4 separate regions of the Mus musculus genome follow, and regions 2, 3 and 4 are each linked to region 1. The links are chromatin contacts, called in public Hi-C and promoter capture Hi-C maps. All regions are on one chromosome and are shown on one strand. The core of a region is the stretch at or near the end of the contact, and the rest is flanking DNA. Distances in the headings are between cores, read along the strand shown. Region 1 holds the start of 1810019N24Rik (RIKEN cDNA 1810019N24 gene). Region 2 holds the start of Rps9 (ribosomal protein S9). Region 3 holds the start of Myadm (myeloid-associated differentiation marker). Region 4 holds the start of Syt5 (synaptotagmin V).

Evidence for each region. Promoter capture Hi-C pulls out the DNA fragments that hold promoters and counts their contacts. Hi-C and Micro-C count contacts between places; a contact is called where the count stands out from the background. Capture Hi-C pulls out chosen DNA fragments and counts their contacts.
Region 2: a contact with region 1 is called in a Hi-C map of B cells, with 6 read pairs. The contact joins the promoter of Rps9 here to the promoter of 1810019N24Rik in region 1. A contact is called at or near these places in 1 of 39 promoter capture datasets (cranial neural crest) and 1 of 484 Hi-C or Micro-C datasets (B cells).
Region 3: a contact with region 1 is called in a promoter capture Hi-C map of pancreatic islet. The contact joins the promoter of Myadm here to the promoter of 1810019N24Rik in region 1. A contact is called at or near these places in 1 of 484 Hi-C or Micro-C datasets (uterus) and 1 of 9 other capture datasets (pancreatic islet).
Region 4: a promoter capture Hi-C map of hippocampal neurons shows a contact between it and region 1, with 2.7 times the contacts expected there. The contact joins the promoter of Syt5 here to the promoter of 1810019N24Rik in region 1.

What each region holds. Positions count from the first base shown.
Region 1 is chr7:12,959,598-12,963,466 of GRCm38.p6, forward strand. It overlaps 1810019N24Rik (RIKEN cDNA 1810019N24 gene), which reads right to left and starts at 2,220. Exons shown (of 2, transcript NR_166501.1): 1 at 2,092-2,220. Gm29638 (a long non-coding RNA gene) reads left to right here. Exons shown (of 2, transcript XR_391162.4): 2 at 1,890-2,290.
Region 2 is chr7:3,701,759-3,705,377 of GRCm38.p6, forward strand. It overlaps Rps9 (ribosomal protein S9), which reads left to right and starts at 2,283. Exons shown (of 5, transcript NM_029767.2): 1 at 2,283-2,306; 2 at 2,569-2,690; 3 at 2,888-3,010. The coding sequence starts at 2,594.
Region 3 is chr7:3,288,900-3,293,075 of GRCm38.p6, forward strand. Myadm (myeloid-associated differentiation marker) reads left to right here and starts at 1,656. Exons shown (of 3, transcript NM_016969.2): 1 at 1,656-1,731.
Region 4 is chr7:4,545,018-4,548,985 of GRCm38.p6, forward strand. It overlaps Syt5 (synaptotagmin V), which reads right to left and starts at 2,524. Exons shown (of 9, transcript NM_001360422.1): 1 at 2,296-2,524; 2 at 1,216-1,318; 3 at 563-735. The coding sequence starts at 1,294. Ptprh (protein tyrosine phosphatase, receptor type, H) reads right to left here. Exons shown (of 20, transcript NM_207270.2): 20 at 3,597-3,968.

The DNA.
Region 1 (3,869 bases), core at 970-3,469:
TCCCAGATGCCTACGAATTGTGCCCAAACCCTGGCTGCCTGATTACTGCAATGAAGATCCTTTCTTGCCCCAAACCTTCAAAACTTGAAGCTGTCTGAGGTGGCAGCACCCAGCCCTTCCTTTGATTCTCCTATTTTTTGGCTCTATTCCTAACTTCACCCAGCCACTAAGAACCAGAGCTGTAAGGTTCTGAATGCTGTCCCCTTACCAGCCAAGCTACAGTGTACATCTCCTTAAGCAGTATTCAAAACGCAGCCTCCTTACAAAGCAGGTCCAGAACAGCCAATTACACAAGAGAAACCCTATCTCAAATGGGCGGGGTGGGGAGCCGGGAAGGCTTAAAAATGCTAATGGAGGCCTGGAAAGATGGCTCAGCGGTTAAGAGCACTGACTGCTCTTCCAAAGGTTCTAAGTTCAATTCCCAGCAACTGCATGGTGGCTCACAACCATCTGTAATGGGAACTGATGCCCTTTCTGGTGTGTCTGAAAACAGCTACAGTGTACCTACATATATAAATAAAATTAATCTTTTTAAAAAATGCTAATGGAAAGGCAAAAAAGAGGGGGTAGGGGGACTGGAGAGATGGCTCAGTGGTTAAGAGCACTGACTGTTTTTCTAGAGGTCCTGAGTTCAATTCCCAGCATCTACATAGTTCATGGTTCACAACCATCTGTAATAGAATCTGATACCCTCTTCTGGTGTGTCTGAAGACAGCTACAGTGTATTCTTTTTTTTTTTTTTAAGATTTATTTATTTATTTTATGTGTATGAGTACACTGTAGCTGTACAGATAGTTGTGAGCCATCATGTGGTTGCTGGGAATTGAACTCAGGACCTCTGCTCACTCTGGCCTTGCTTGCTCCAGCCCAAAGATTTATTTATTATTATTATATATTATATTATATATACAGTACACTGTAGCTGTCTCAGACACACCAGAAGAGGGCATCAGATTTCATTACGGATGGTTGTGAGCCACTATGTGATTGCTGGGGTTTGAACTCAGGACCTTTGGAAGAGCAGTCAGTGCTCTTAACTGCTGAGCCATCTCTCCAGGGCTACAGTGTACTCTTATACATAAATAATTCTTTTAAAGAAAAAGTCATCTACAAGTTTTGACCTTACCAGCAATCTACCTTCATCTCATTTTGCCTCAGTCCCAGGGGCCTTAGTCACCTTTTGAACATATATATACACAAATATACTTTCTCCTGAAGTTGCTTCTCCCTTTCTCTGACTTTATAGCATGTACCACAGGTCAGTCAACTGGTCCTCTACTGCCACAACGAAACATCCACCATGTTAAAGATGCCCTTCCCTTTAAAAAAAAATGTTTATTTATGTATCTCTGAGGAGGTCTATGTGTGTACATGCATGTGACTGCAGATGTGTGAGGAGTCCAAATGTGTAGATGTGTGCCTGTAATCACAATACTGAGACAGTGAAAGCAAGAGACACACAGGAGGGGGGGTGGTTAGGGGGAGGAGAAGGGAAGAGGAAGGGAGGGGAGAAAGAATAAAGAGGGAGGGAGGGAGAGAGAGAGAGAAAGGAGAAAAGAATAAGTGATGGTTGTAGCTTGACTGAAACTGTGAACTTGGAGGTCGGAGCAATATAACTTTGCATCTGTTGTTAAACTAGCCAGATTTTATGATGTGGAAATAAGAAAGATAATTAGAAAAGTGCTCATGGAGTATGTCTTCAGTAACCACAAGTTTGACACTTAAGGTAGAGTCTCCTTATGAGTCTCCCTTCCTTCTTCCAGTTCACCCCGAGCATCTCATTGCCCCTGGGCAGCCAGAGGAAGCTTAGGGTGCTTCAACCCTTCCAGACTCCCGGGGCTCCCTCTATCTCTCTTAGATTACCACTCTACCCGGTCTCTCCCTAACAGATCCTGAACACTCCAGCTCAGCCTCACTTCCAAGCAGTTGCACACGGAGTCCCTATTCATCCAACGGCTTTCTATACTGTTTTCCAGAAGTGGGAAACCCTCGGCATTACGCGTAGTGGGGGCGTTGGGACCTTAAAACTGACGTGAATCTACGATTCCCAGTAGCAAGGCAAAACACCAGAGGACGTGAATATGAGCCTACCGTCTCGCTCGCTCGGAGACTCAATGCCCAGGGACTTCAAGCCTGCAAGGACTAGGAAATGGAAAGCATCGGCTACAAGTGCCGTCCTCCCCATTACCCTTCCTCTCCGGTCCCAAGGAGGCGTGTACTAAGTGAAAGGACTCGGCTTATAGATCCCACCCATTTGGCGAGCAAAATAAAGTCACGACTCCGTTGCGCACACAGCCTGAGAAAAAGCTTTTTTTTTTTTTTTTTTTTTTTTTTTTTTTTTTTTTTTGAGAAAAAGCTTTTCATCTGGGTTGTGATTGGCTCAGAGTCTAGAGAGCCTCACAGTCTTGTGGTAAATGTAGTTTCCACCCGGCATCTGGTGAGCGAGGAGCGAGCTTTTGTTCTCCGTGGCATTGACTTAGCGGCATTGTAGAGAACGTAGAGAATGGAGCTAGGCAGAGGTGTCATACACCTTTAATCTCGGTGAGTTCGAGGCCAGCCTGGTTCACAAAGCAAGTTCCAGAACAGCCAGGGCTACACAGAGAAACTGTATTGAGGAAAAACAAAACCGAAACAAACAAACAAAAAATATGGCATGGATATAAATTAACTTCCGTTTAGGACTCTCCTTTTAGAGATTCCCCGCAAGTACCAGTGCCCTGAGATCCTTTTTCTTTGTTTGTTTGGTTGGTTGTTTTTTTTTTTTTTGTTTTTTTTTTGTTGTTGTTGTTGTTTTTGTTTTTGTTTTTCGAGACAGGGTTTCTCTGTATAGCCCTGGCTGTCCTGGAACTCACTATGTAGACCAGTTTGGCCTCGAACTCAGAAATCCGCCTGCCTCTGCCTCCCGAGTGCTGGGATTAAAGGCATGCGTCACCACTGTTCGGTGAGATCCTTTCTTTAATGACATGGAGTGCCCTTCTAATTTAGCGGATTCTGACCCAAAGTTATTAGCATATTTGAAGAGCTTACTAGTACTTCAATTTCACCCGCGGGGCTCCTCTGCCACTTACTGAGTCTGAACTCCCCCTTGACTTGAGCACCCAGGCCTCGATGAGACTCCTGGGGATTCTGAGCTCACTTAGAAGCTGCTGTGATTTGTAGTCTGGTGGTGAATTTTCTGGGTGGCTTGATACTGACTGTGTATACCAGGATAGCTTAGAACTCACAGAGATCTATCTACCTGACCCTGTCTTCTGAGTAATGGGGTTAAAGGCATGAAGGCATGAGCCACCATGCCTGAGAAAAATAATATTAATTTTACATTTATTTGTATGTGCCTGCCATGAGATTTATGTGGAGGTCAAAGGACAACCACAGTAGCCAGTCCCAGGTACTGAGCTCTGATCACTGGGCTTGGTAGCAATCTCACCAGCAAGGGTACTGAGGGTTTAAACTCAGGTCTGTATACGTACACGCAAGCGCTCTTAACCCACTGAACCATCTTCCTAGCCTCGTAACCTTCCTTTTGAGAGATGATATAGCAGGGAGAGAAGTTTCAGAAAATAAGAAAGTCCAAGGTACCAGAAAAAACATACTAGGCAGGCATCCAAAAGAAAATAGACTAGGGGGGGGGGAGAGAGAAAAGGAAACGTTGTAACTTTCAGATACACTTTACTGACCCTGTGGTAGCTTGTGGAGATCATCTCTCTTGGCTTTCTTTCTTTCTTTCTTTCTTTCTTTCTTTCTTTCTTTCTTTCTGTCTGTCTGTCTGTCTGTCTGTCTGTCTGTCTGTCTTTCTCTCTCTCTCTCTCTCGCCCTTCCTTCCTTCCTTCCTTTCTCATATACCACTGAGCTACACCCCTAGCTAGCCC
Region 2 (3,619 bases), core at 1,033-3,532, 9.3 Mb before region 1:
TAATCCCAGTGTTCAGGTGAAGGCAGGGGAATTTCTGAGATCAAGGCTAGCCTGGTCTACATGGCAAGTTACAGGCCAGCAGGGCCTGTCTCAAATCAACAAATATGGGCTGGAGAGGTGGCTCGGTGTTCTTGCATAGGACCTGAGGGTTTTGTTTTTGTTTGTTTGTTTTTTTGATTTTTTTTTAAAAATCATTTTATGTATATGGGTACACTGTAGCTGAACAGATGGTTGTGAGCCTTCATGTGGTTGTTTGGAATTGAATTTTTAGGACCTCTGCTTGCTCTGGTCAACTCTGCTTGCTCCAGGCCAAAGATTTATTACTACACGGTAGCTGTCTTCAGACGAACCAGAAGACTGTGCCAGATCTCATTACTAGTGGTTGTGAGCCACCATGTGGTTGCTGTGATTTGAACTCAGGAAGAGTCAGTGCTCTTAACCACTGAGCCATCTTGCCAGCCCCAGTACCTGAGTTTTGTTCACAGCACAAACAGGGCTCACAACTCCAGTCTTTGGGTATCTAACCCCTTATGACCTTTGAAGGTCCTAGGTACACACATGGAGTATTTGTGTGGATATAGGCAGGAAAAATACTTGTACACATTAAATAAATCATTTTTAAAAATTAAAAAGCAGCCGGGCGTGGTGGTGCACGCCTTTAATCCCAGCACTCTGGAGGCAGAGGCAGGCGGATTTCTGAGTTCGAGGCCAGCCTGGTCTACAGAGTGAGTTCCAGGACAGCCAGGCCTATACAGAGAAACCCTGTCTCGGAAAAAACAAACAAACAAACAAACAAAAAACAACAAAAAAAAAATTTAGAAAGCAAATGTTTGACCCAGAAAGTAAGCTAATCTGTCTCCTTGTCTACCAATCTGTCCTCCCAGACTAAATGAACAAGATGCCTTTTGAGTATACAAATGCAAGTGCAAATTTTTTTTTTTTTCCAAGACAGGGTTTCTCTGTATAGCCCTGGAACTCACTCTGTAGACCAGGGTAGCCCTGAACTCAGAAATCCACCTGCCTCTGCCTCCCAAGTGCTGGGATTAAAGACTGCCCCGCGCAAGTGTAAATTCTTACCAATCACACTGTTTAAAATAAAAAATATCTGAGCTAGGCCTAGTGGTACAGGCCTATCCTCCTACTATTCAAGGACAGAGGCAAGGACATGTCTATGAGTTTGAGGCCAGCCTGGCTACATAGTTCATAGTTCCAGGATAGCCAGGACTCATAGACCCCATTTCCCTTAAATAAAAAATAGTTATAAAATATCAGATATACACAAAGCTGGCTGTGGTAGTGCATGTCTTTAATCCCAGTACTTGGGAGACAGAGCCAGGCAGAACTCTGTGAGTTTGAATAGGAAGCTCCAGGACAGCCAGGAATAAGAGGAAAGACCCTGTCTCAACAAACAAACATATCAGTTGCATGAAAGCGGATTGTAATTCCAGCATTTGGGAGGTATAGACAGAAGGATCTGGAATTCATAGTCATTTGATAGGAAACCCTGCATCAAAACAATAAATAGATTAGGAGAGACTTGCCTATAGGCCAAGATGATGGAGGCACTTTCTTAAATGAGTTCCTCTTTCCACATGTCTAGGTTTGTGTCAAGCTGTCAAGACAAACCAGCACAAGATGTGTATTTCAATATTAAAATAAGCCCAGCACGACATATTTATACTATTTTCATAATGTTTGTATTTTTTATTATTGTATTTTGTGGCTCACACCTAAAATCTTAGCACTTTTAAAAGAAGATTTATTTATCTATTATATCTAAATACACTGTAGGTGGTCAGATCTCATTACAGATGGTTGTGACCCACCATGGGGTTGCTGGGATTTTCAGGACCTTTGGAGGAGCAATCAGTGCTCTTAACCGCTGAGCCATCTCTCCAAACAAACCCGAGTACTTTTAAGGGCAAGGGCACTGCCATGAGATTGAGACAGTGGTGGGGAACCTTGGCTGCTGCCCTTAATTCCCTGTAAGTTTTTACCAAGAGTTTTTGTTGAAACAAAAAGTGACAACTGTGGTTACTCAATCAATGCTTTAGCCCTGGAAGGGGCAGCCTCGTTAATTCTTGGATTAACCAAATGTCACCATAGCCCTTTAATCGCCTAACCACCTCACTGGCAAGTCGGCCCAGCGAAGCGCCGCTCTAGCCGGCCTGCTCGTCTCTATGGCTTTCCTGCTTCTGATTGGCGTAGTCGCGAGCGGTGCGTGATGACGTCACTACAAGGCGACGTTACTATAAGACCTCGGTCCAACCGCCTTGTCTCTCTTTGTCTCGGGCCTGAGTTCGTAGGTGAGTGTTCTGATTGTTGAGTTCGCCTTTTAGGGGTTGATGGTGTAAGGTAACGGAGCCATTCGAATCTTCATGAACATGCTGAGTAAGAGGGTGGGGCGAAGGTGGCTGGAAGTTACAACACGGTTGTGGAACAATCCCATTTTCAAGTTTTCTAAGGCGGATTTCTCTGAGAGCCGAGTTGGTGTCGCCGTGTCCCTAGCGGGGTTTTGCTGCACATGCGCCACAAGATTATTTTTTAAAACGACACTTTACTGCGCAGGCGCAGCCGGCCTAGCGAGGTCAACATGCCGGTCGCCAGAAGCTGGGTTTGTCGCAAAACCTATGTGACCCCACGGAGACCCTTCGAGAAGTCGCGTCTCGACCAGGAGCTAAAGTTGATTGGTGAGTGGCCAAAGTAGAATTTCGAATTGCGGATCCGGGAAGAGTTAGGTAGCCATGATGTCTGTCTCCCACGTGCTCGTTCTGGAGCATCCTGTGTGGCGCCAGAGGATTGCAGTTTAGTTTTGTGTTCTCTAGTCGCCATGCACATGTAGTAACCCATGGCTCTTGCCCCGCGGTCTCCTCCCAACCACGTGCAGGAGAGTATGGACTCCGGAACAAACGTGAGGTTTGGAGGGTCAAGTTTACCCTGGCCAAGATCCGTAAGGCGGCCCGGGAGCTGTTGACGCTAGACGAGAAGGATCCCCGGCGTCTGTTTGAAGGTGTGTATGAGCCTATTTTCGAAGGAGTGGTGGTTGCTGAGTGTTTTAGGGCGTGGGAGATGTGACTGAACAAGTTGGGCTAGTGGGGATTGAGACAGGGTCTTGGTGTAGATTGGCCTGGAACTCAAATGTAAGTCAGTCTTGCCATAAACTGCCAGAAATTCAGAAGTGCTGGGTATGTGTCACAAGGATTCTTATTGGTTATTTTATTTACATTTCAAATGTTATTTCTCTTCCCAGTTTCCTCTCTGCGACACCCCCCCACCCGCCCCCCAATCACACCACAAGGATTCTTTTTGAGTTTCTAGAATCTAGTTCTGTCTGCATTGGACAAATGGAGGCCAAAGACAATGGGAGTTGCACTAATGCTTTTTCTGTCTTAATACTGGATGTTTTATTTAGTTTCATGTGGTGTAAGAGGAGTAATGATTATTTTTCCATCCGGGGGACGTATTTTTGCATTTGCATCTGGGTAGCGTTTATACAATGTTAATCCAGGTTGAGCCTATATTTTAACATATTTATATTCCATACTTAGGGTTTCTTATAGGTGACTGGGCCTACATACACAGTTCATTTAACTCCTGGGAGAGTAGTCTGAGGAATAAA
Region 3 (4,176 bases), core at 406-2,905, 9.7 Mb before region 1:
ACTAAACTAAAACCCTCCCTTTTGCAAGGCATAAAATGACAAAGAGGGTCTGTTTCTGGGTCTCTTCCCAGACAGGCAAAGTGAGCACACAGCTCTTCGCCTACCCATCCCTACCTTGTTCCCCACCCCCACTTCTGCAAAGCACGAAGCAAGAAGCAAGCGTCCAGGTCCCCTCTCCAGCTCCTCCCTCCTCTGTAGGACACGAAGCTGGCTGTAGTGAGCTCTTGGACCCCTTCGAACCCCCACCTCCCACCCCCTTCGCGAAGCTCCTAGCTTCCTCTCTAGGGCTAGGACTATAAACCTCTCCAGTCTTCCTGGAAGGTAACCAGAAGCAGCCGCCGGGAAGAGACAAGCAGCCGCAGCCGCCACTAGGCCCCGCCCAGCAGCAGCAGAGCAAGGCCGCGCCCGGGACCGCTGCAGAGCGGGGTGAGTGAGTGCAGCCAGGAGGGAGGGAACCAGGTGTCCTGGGTCTCCGCCCTGCCCAGGGGGCCAGCATTGGGACCTTTAGGAGAGACCTAAAGGTCCCTCCAGCATCGCGACCTTCAGCTTCTTTTCCCATCTGGCTCAGTCGAGTTCTTTCAGGCCCTTAAATCCGACTTTTTTTTTTTTTTTTTTTCCCAATCCTGCATCTCTTTCCTGCTTTTGCCCCTCTCCTCCCGGTACTATAGGGCCCGAGGAATCCTTCCCATATGATAGAACCTAGAATCCAGAGCTCCGGGCCCTAGCCCTGTCCTCATAAAGATTCTGAGTCTCTCCCTTTGTCCTGAAGGCAGGAATTCAGGCCAAAAATAGCGTGCCCTTCTAGACTCAGGCAACCAACCAACCAACCACATATGTTTTGAAAACTGAACGCTCAGAAATCTGGTACCCTCCCTCCAAATTTCCAGGAATTTAGCTACTATCCATCATCCTTTCGCGTCTCCTGGCTGTGATCTTCTGAGACTTGGCCCAAGGGTCCTCAGGCCATGATTACAGTGTAATTGGAGATATGGCCCACTCTCTATGCAGACCCCTAAACGAAGGAATCTAGTCTTTGTTTTTTGGGGGTGGGCCCTCACTAGTCAAGGTAGCTTAAGCTCAAGGCCTGGCACCCTAAATTCTGCTTCAGGTAGACAAGACTCCGTTAAACAGAGGTCTAGCTGACCCTCAAACTGCTGGGACCTGGATGTGTAAGATTTCCTTTTTCTGGGTATCGTGGGGGAACTGATAGACAGAGGCGTGGGGCGGAGAGCGGGAGAACTGAATGAGAGGTGAGACTAGGCGTGGGGACCCGGCTTAGTGGGGGGGGGGCGACGACTCTATCTGAAACAAATCATAAACAAGTACGTTTCTATGGCAACAGCATTCTCCGGTCTACCCTGAAGATTTCTTTCTAGAGCTATGACAGGGAGGATAGCCCCCAGGAGACCCCACCCCTCCAGCTGCTGTGTCTTCCTGTTTTGTCTCCACGGCTACGGTGACCTCAGCTCTGCACCCCCTCACTGGTAGGGCGGGAGATCCAGGACGCTAGCCTTCTGGGGGCGTGGTGTGGCATTAGCCCCGCCTTCGGGGCCTACCAGGGATAGCCTGAATGAAGGGAAAGTCCCTTTTCACCGCCCTAGCCAGGCCCAAACCCCGCCCACAACCCCTCCCTCGCGCGCTCCTCAGCTGGCCAACTCCACCCAGTCCTAAGACCCTTTTGGTCTGCAGCTGTCGTCCTTGTTTGTGCTACAGTCGCCACTGCCTGGAGAGGTAAAGCTGCAGGGACCCCCAAAGGGAAGGAGTTGTGGTCCAGGATCCTTGGTTCTAGAAAGAGGAGTGGGCACGGATTCAGGTGTCTGGATCCCTAGAAACACTGCAGTTGGACCAGGACTCAAGCTCTGGATGAAAGGCTGAACATCTGAGCTCATACAGGTCATACATGGGAAAGAAGAGGGACTGGGGAGTGGGCACGTGGGTATGAGGAAGGACGGTGGTACTTGGACCCTTGAGGCTGAGAGCGGTAGGATGGGATCTAGACTCCTAGGTCTGACCAAAAAGGTTTGGGATCTGTATTTAAGATGGGTCTCAGGGAGGAGGGCAGGATTCAGACCTTAATCTGGAGGAAGTTGGGGGTCTGAATTTGTTCTGAGGGAGAAGGTACTGGAGTTTGAATTGGGACGGAAGAAGGGAGGGGCTGGGATCTCGACTCTTGGTTTGAAGACTCGGAAAGATTGAGTATAGATCCCTGAATCCGAGAAGATGGAACTCCTGGATGCTTATACCTGGTGCTTATACCTGGAGGGACTCAGGAGGGGAAAGTCCTTGTTCTGACCCTCCCAGAGGCCTGCACCCGCACTAGAGTATGGGGGGGGGGCTGGGGGGAGGGAGGTAGGAATCTTTGAAGGCTTACGGCTGAGCCCACCACTGGTGTGAGGCGTGGCCTGGAGTCTGTTCAGGGCTGTGCCCAGCATGTGCCCTGTCTGTGGAGTGATGGATGACCTCAGGAGTGTGGCATTGGGGATGGTAGCAGGGGTGCTGGGTGTGGCCCTGAGAGTGGAACTAGACCTAGGAGGAAACTCTAGGGGCGTTTCCTCACCCTGCTTATGTCTTTAGCTGAGCATTCCTGAGCAATGACTTCAAACGATGCTGGAGGCCTCTATCACTAGTTCCGTTACCTCTCCTAAGGTCTTCCTTTCTTTCTATTCCTCCTTTCCTAACTTTTCTCCCTGACAGAAGGATTTATGCTGGACACTAACCCGCCATTTTTGTTTTTGTTTAAAAAATTTTAAAGACAGGCTTTATGTATATAGCCTTTGTAGTCCTGGAACTCGCTATGTAGACCTGGCTGGCCCTGAACTTGTAGAGATCCGTCTGCCTCTTCCTCCTAAATGCTGAGATTACAGGCGATCTGTTGCCCACTTATTATAGTGCGGGGTGCCTGGCTTCCCAAAAAAACCAATCCTGGTGGGAGCTGGGGGTTTCTGCCTTTCTGTCTCAACTCCCAAGTGCCCTGGAGGCTTCTAGTTCCCAGGGAGAATTGCAACTCCTGCATGAGTTCTTGCCTGGAGCCAAGGAAGAGCTGTGTCCTGGAGCTCCATCAGATTGAAGGAGTTTTAAGGAGTCTCATTCCCTTAGCCCCAGTCCCACCCATTAGGGGTTGAACCTAGTACCTCACACATGCTAGTCAAATACTCTACTTAAAACCTCACCACTACTGACTTCCTTTCCCCCCATCCCCACCCCCACCCCTTGGTGGTCTTGAACTCTCTCTGTGACCCCAAGAAGGCCTCGAATTTCCAATCCTGCCTCTACCGGTGCTTTGGGAACACTGTTCTGCACTCCCAGGCCAGACTTTCCTCATTCTGAAAGGACTCAGAGTTCAAAAAAAGATTTTTCCCTTAATCCCAGCACTCAGGGGACAGAGGCACGCAGATCTCCGTGAACTCAAGGCCAGCCTGGTCTACATAGCAAGTTCCAGGCCAGTAAGGCTTACATAGCAAATGCTTATCTCAAAATAGAAAAATAGAATATATATATATATATCAGTGGGTGAGGGACGCAGGGACACATCTACTGCAGAACACGGAAAGAGTTCAGAGGACAACTTTTGGGAGTCGTTCTGCCTGGCTCCAAACTCACACTTTTCAAGTAACCATAAAAATCTCTCTCGCGCCGGGTGTGGTGGCACCCACCTTTAATCCCAGCACTCGGGAGGCAGAGGCAGGCGGATTTCTGAGTTCGAGGCCAGCCTGGTCTACAGAGTGAGTTCCAGGACAGCCAGGGCTATACAGAGAAACCCTGTCTCGAAAAACCAAAAAAAAAAAAACTCATTCTTTCTCTTTCTCTCTGTCTCTCTGTCTCTCTCTCTCTCCCCCCTCCCTCTCCCCTCCCCCCTCCCACTTTCGCTCTCTCGGCGGGGGTCTTGGCACTACCTCCTGGTCCCTGCCACATTGCCCTGGCTGAGGCAACTTAAAGCCCTTATAAGGAGCAGAGACTCTGGGGCCAGGCTGGGCCTCCCGCCTCTACAGCCACCGCCCAGGGATCTCCCTCTGCAGGCTGCAAATCAGGGCTAGGTTAACATCACTCACGCCCCTCGCGAGCCTGAGGGCGGGCCCTTTGTCCACATTTGCTTCCACCCCACCCACGCAGCAAGTTCTGGGAGAGGAAGGAGAGGGGCGGCGCTTCCTCAGGGCAATCTCTGGGGCCTCGCCTGGG
Region 4 (3,968 bases), core at 1,274-3,773, 8.4 Mb before region 1:
TAGGAGCTATAGACATGTACAGAGCCAGGTTCTCAGCCCTGATCTTTGGTTTGGTTTGGTTTTAATTGAGGCAAAGTCTCACTTTGTAGCCCAGCTTGGCTATGCAGGCACTATATAGCTCTGGCTGACCTTGAACTCAGAGCAATCCCACAGTCTAGGCTGGGATTATACATATACATCATCAAATCCAGCTCAGGCAAGAGAGTTCTTGTGGATAGTTGCTAGCTCTGATCCCGAGTCCAGTGGATAAAGTGGGATTAAGAAGTGAAGGGGCAAAAAGAAAAAAAAAAAAACAACAACAACAACAAAAACCCGGGCGGTGGTGGCGCATGCCTTTAATCCTAGCACGTGGGAGGCAGAGGCCTGAGTTCAAGGCCAGCTTGGTCTACAGAGTAAGCTCCAGGACAGCCAGAATTATACAGAGAAACCCTTTCTGGAAAAAACCAAAAAAAAAAAAAAAAAAAAAAAAGTGAAGGGGCCAAGGACAGAAGATAGTAGCTAGGACATTCAAAGGTGCAGGGGTGTACAAAGGGAAGGATTGAGAGGCTCAGCTGTGTCACACCTTATCTATGTAACTCCGGCCCAGCTCCTTCACTTCCTGAAGATGGACTTGGGCTTGGGCCTGACTCTTTTTGCCCATCCGTCTCCGACAGCGCTTCCGGTAGAGACAGAAACAACTGCTGAAGACCAGGAGGCCCGAGCCCAGCACGATGGTAGCCAGGACCCAGGCAGGCACTGCAGAAGGACGAACATGACATGATTCGAAGCACTGGGAAGGTGGCTGGCTAACTCACGCTTGATTCCATCCAGCAGTTTGATTCTAGCCTGGTTTTCCCTACACCCAACTCCATTATATTTTAATCCCAATTTTCCTTCTAACCAATCTCACCTATAAAGCTCAATTTATGCCCTAACCCAAGCCGACATTTGTTTTCTTATAATTCTGATGTCTCTACACCCATTTTAATTTCTGCTCGCTCCCTACTGCTTTTAGCTTTCACTCCTGGGCCTGTTCACATTCATCCACTTCTGATTCCATTCCATGCCACACCCGTGATCTGGTTTGCCTCACTATTTCAGAGTCTACTCGTCTGGGATACCGACCCACGATTCCTGCGGGATTTTCCAGCCTACCCACCCGAGTCTTTGCTACTGAGACCCTTCTCTGGGGATCTTGAGAGGCTGTCCACTAGGGCTAGCCCAGGGTCTTCTCACCTGCGCCCTGCCTGATGCGGCTGGAGTCTGGAGGTGTCTTAGGCGCTGGAGACCCCAGGGTCGGGGGTTCCGGGAACATGGCGTCGGGGTCCTGCGGTGCTTCCTGCAGAGGTACCCAAATACTCTATCCCCACCCCACCCCACTCCTACCCAAAGCATCCAGTGAGTTTTCTCACGCATCAAAGAACCTTAAATTCCATTGATTTTTGGTGCACACTAGGAGTTAATCTCAGCCTCTTCACGCCAGTGGCAGGCTTTGGGGGACCCAATTCCATCACAAAGGGATACTTCCTCTGTATGCCACCCCATCCCATTCTCTTCCCAATCCATTCTCTTCTACCCCTTCCTTGCTCTTCCCAAGGGCTTGAACCGGAAGTGGGCGCAGGCAGGCGTGGGAACCAGCAGACCACTGTTGCCCTGAGCGACCGCCAGGCTCCAGGCAGGGTGATAGCAGTGCTGGTTGCTGGGCAACGAGCCTGTTGCCAAGGCAACGGGAGGGACTGACGCACAGAAACGAAGTCCGGGCGGTGCCGGTCCATGGGACCCAGGTCCGGGATCCCGTGGCACAGCGAGAGCGGCCTGTGATCTGTGCATCTACAGTGGCTCCTCCCATCGCATGGGACCCCTTGCACCACCACTCTTTCTGGTAAAGTGGAGAACCTGCCCCGGCACCTCTGCTGGGCCTTCACATCCTCTTGCTCATGAGTCTCTTGAGCGCACCCCGACTCTGTCTTCACACCTGTTCTCGTGACCGGCTCGGCCCCCACTTCTTTCTCGACCCCAGATAGGCATCTTCCCTCTTCTGTCCCCCACAACCTTCTCTCGTCAGCGCCTCTACTGCCCTCTGTTGTCTAGCCTCTCTCTCTCAGTCTCTCTTTGCTTTTTTTTGACTACCAACCTGCTCCCTTTGTTTCCACACCTGTCTCTCCTCTCCACATAGCAATTTCCTTGGTTAGGGCTTCAACCTGCCGCTCAAAGTTGAACCTTGTCGACGACCCTCCTCCACCCCTCTCACACGCCAGACCCCCCACGAATGGGACCGAGGATGTGGCTTGGACAGAGGGTCCCAACAGCTCCTACCTGCTAGGTGTCTCGACAGGACCCTTCTGGAGGTGTTGTGGGCTGCTGGGACCCCGCCCCCAGCACGTGGGTGGATGGCGCTTTCCCTTGTGTGCTGATCACACAGTTTGGCAGGGTGGGGGCGCGGCTGAGCCTAGCCAGGCTAATGTCTGCGCCCCTGTGTGAGATCGCGCGCGCGCGCGCGCGTGTATTTGTGCATATGTGTGCGTGCGTGTTCTGCCCCGGAGAAGAGAGAACGCCCTGCTCCGCCCCTCGGCCCGCCACACCCGAGAACCACCATGGCGCCCACGTACGTTGATCTTAGTACCCTAGAATGTTCTGACGTCTGGCTAAGTCATCGGACATCTACACTGAGTACCAGCCCCCACAACACACACACACACACACACACACACACACACACACACACTTTTTACAATGCAAATAACTGGATTCCAGAGCACTCGGTTTTAGAACCTATGAAAACCCTCTCTCTGGAGACTTAGCTACCCAGATTCTCAAAGCAAGAAGTTAGAGTCGCCAGCATCTCTGCTCTCAGACATTGTGTTTCCTTACCCAATTCCTGGCTTCAGCCAACACACAACCTATACTTCTTGTGTGTGTGTGTGTGTGTGTGTGTGTGTGTGTGTGTGTGTGTATGTGTGTGTGTGTGTGTGTTGGTGTGTATAGTGGTGCACAGTGGTGCACATTCATGTGGGCATGTGTGTGAAGGTCAGAAGACAACTCAGCGTGTTTTCCATCAGTGCTGTGCACCTTATTAAGACATTAAATTGCACATTTTTTGCAATTATAAGCCATTTTTCATTTGTATGGGGGAGTGGGCATATGGGGGTCAGGGGACAGTTTGAAGGCCGCTGGCTCTCTCCTTCCACCGTCTGGGTCCTGATGGTGAACCCAGGCCACCATGCTTGACAGGAAGGGTCTTTTCCAGCTGAGCCATCTCAGTATCCCTATCGATACTGGTTTGCGAGATGGTCTCCCGCTGGCTTGGAACACACAGATTAGGCTAGGCTGGCTAGTCATCAGGCCTCAGGGATCTGCCTATCACTGGCTCCTCACCTCTGCCACTACAAGCCAGCCCCCTACCACCACCACACCCAGATTTTTCCACCTGGGCTCTGGGCCCCAAACTCAGATCCCCATATTTCCAAAGCATTCACTTTACCAACTGGGCTATCCTCCCAGCCCAAATCCTGTACTTTTTAGGGGGTGGTGGAATATAATGTGCCCACCATAGGTGCTTGGAACCCCCTCTCCTACCCCAGTGTTATCTCCAGAGACAAAAATCCGTTAGCCACCTTCGGGAGGACAGTTTAATAAATTATATAGAAGGAAAGAATGTACAGCCACGGGGCCCAGGGAGACCACAAGCACAGGGGACTCCCTTCAGCCTCGGAGTAAAGGAGACTGATTCGGTTTCTGAGGTAAAAAGGGGACAAGTACCTGCCTGCCTTTGCTGCTCAGGTAGTACAATTCCAGACCCTGATTCCTTCTTTCGAATCCAGGTTCCAGCCTGTTTTTTTGAGAGCCTGCACACCCAGGCGGTAGCTATCTCCACTCAAAGAAGAGAAAACCTAGCTGTCAGTCACCCCTACCTGTCAGTCACCCCGTCACCCCTACCTGTCAGTCACCCCGTCACCCCTACCTGTCAGTCACCCCATCACCCCTACCTG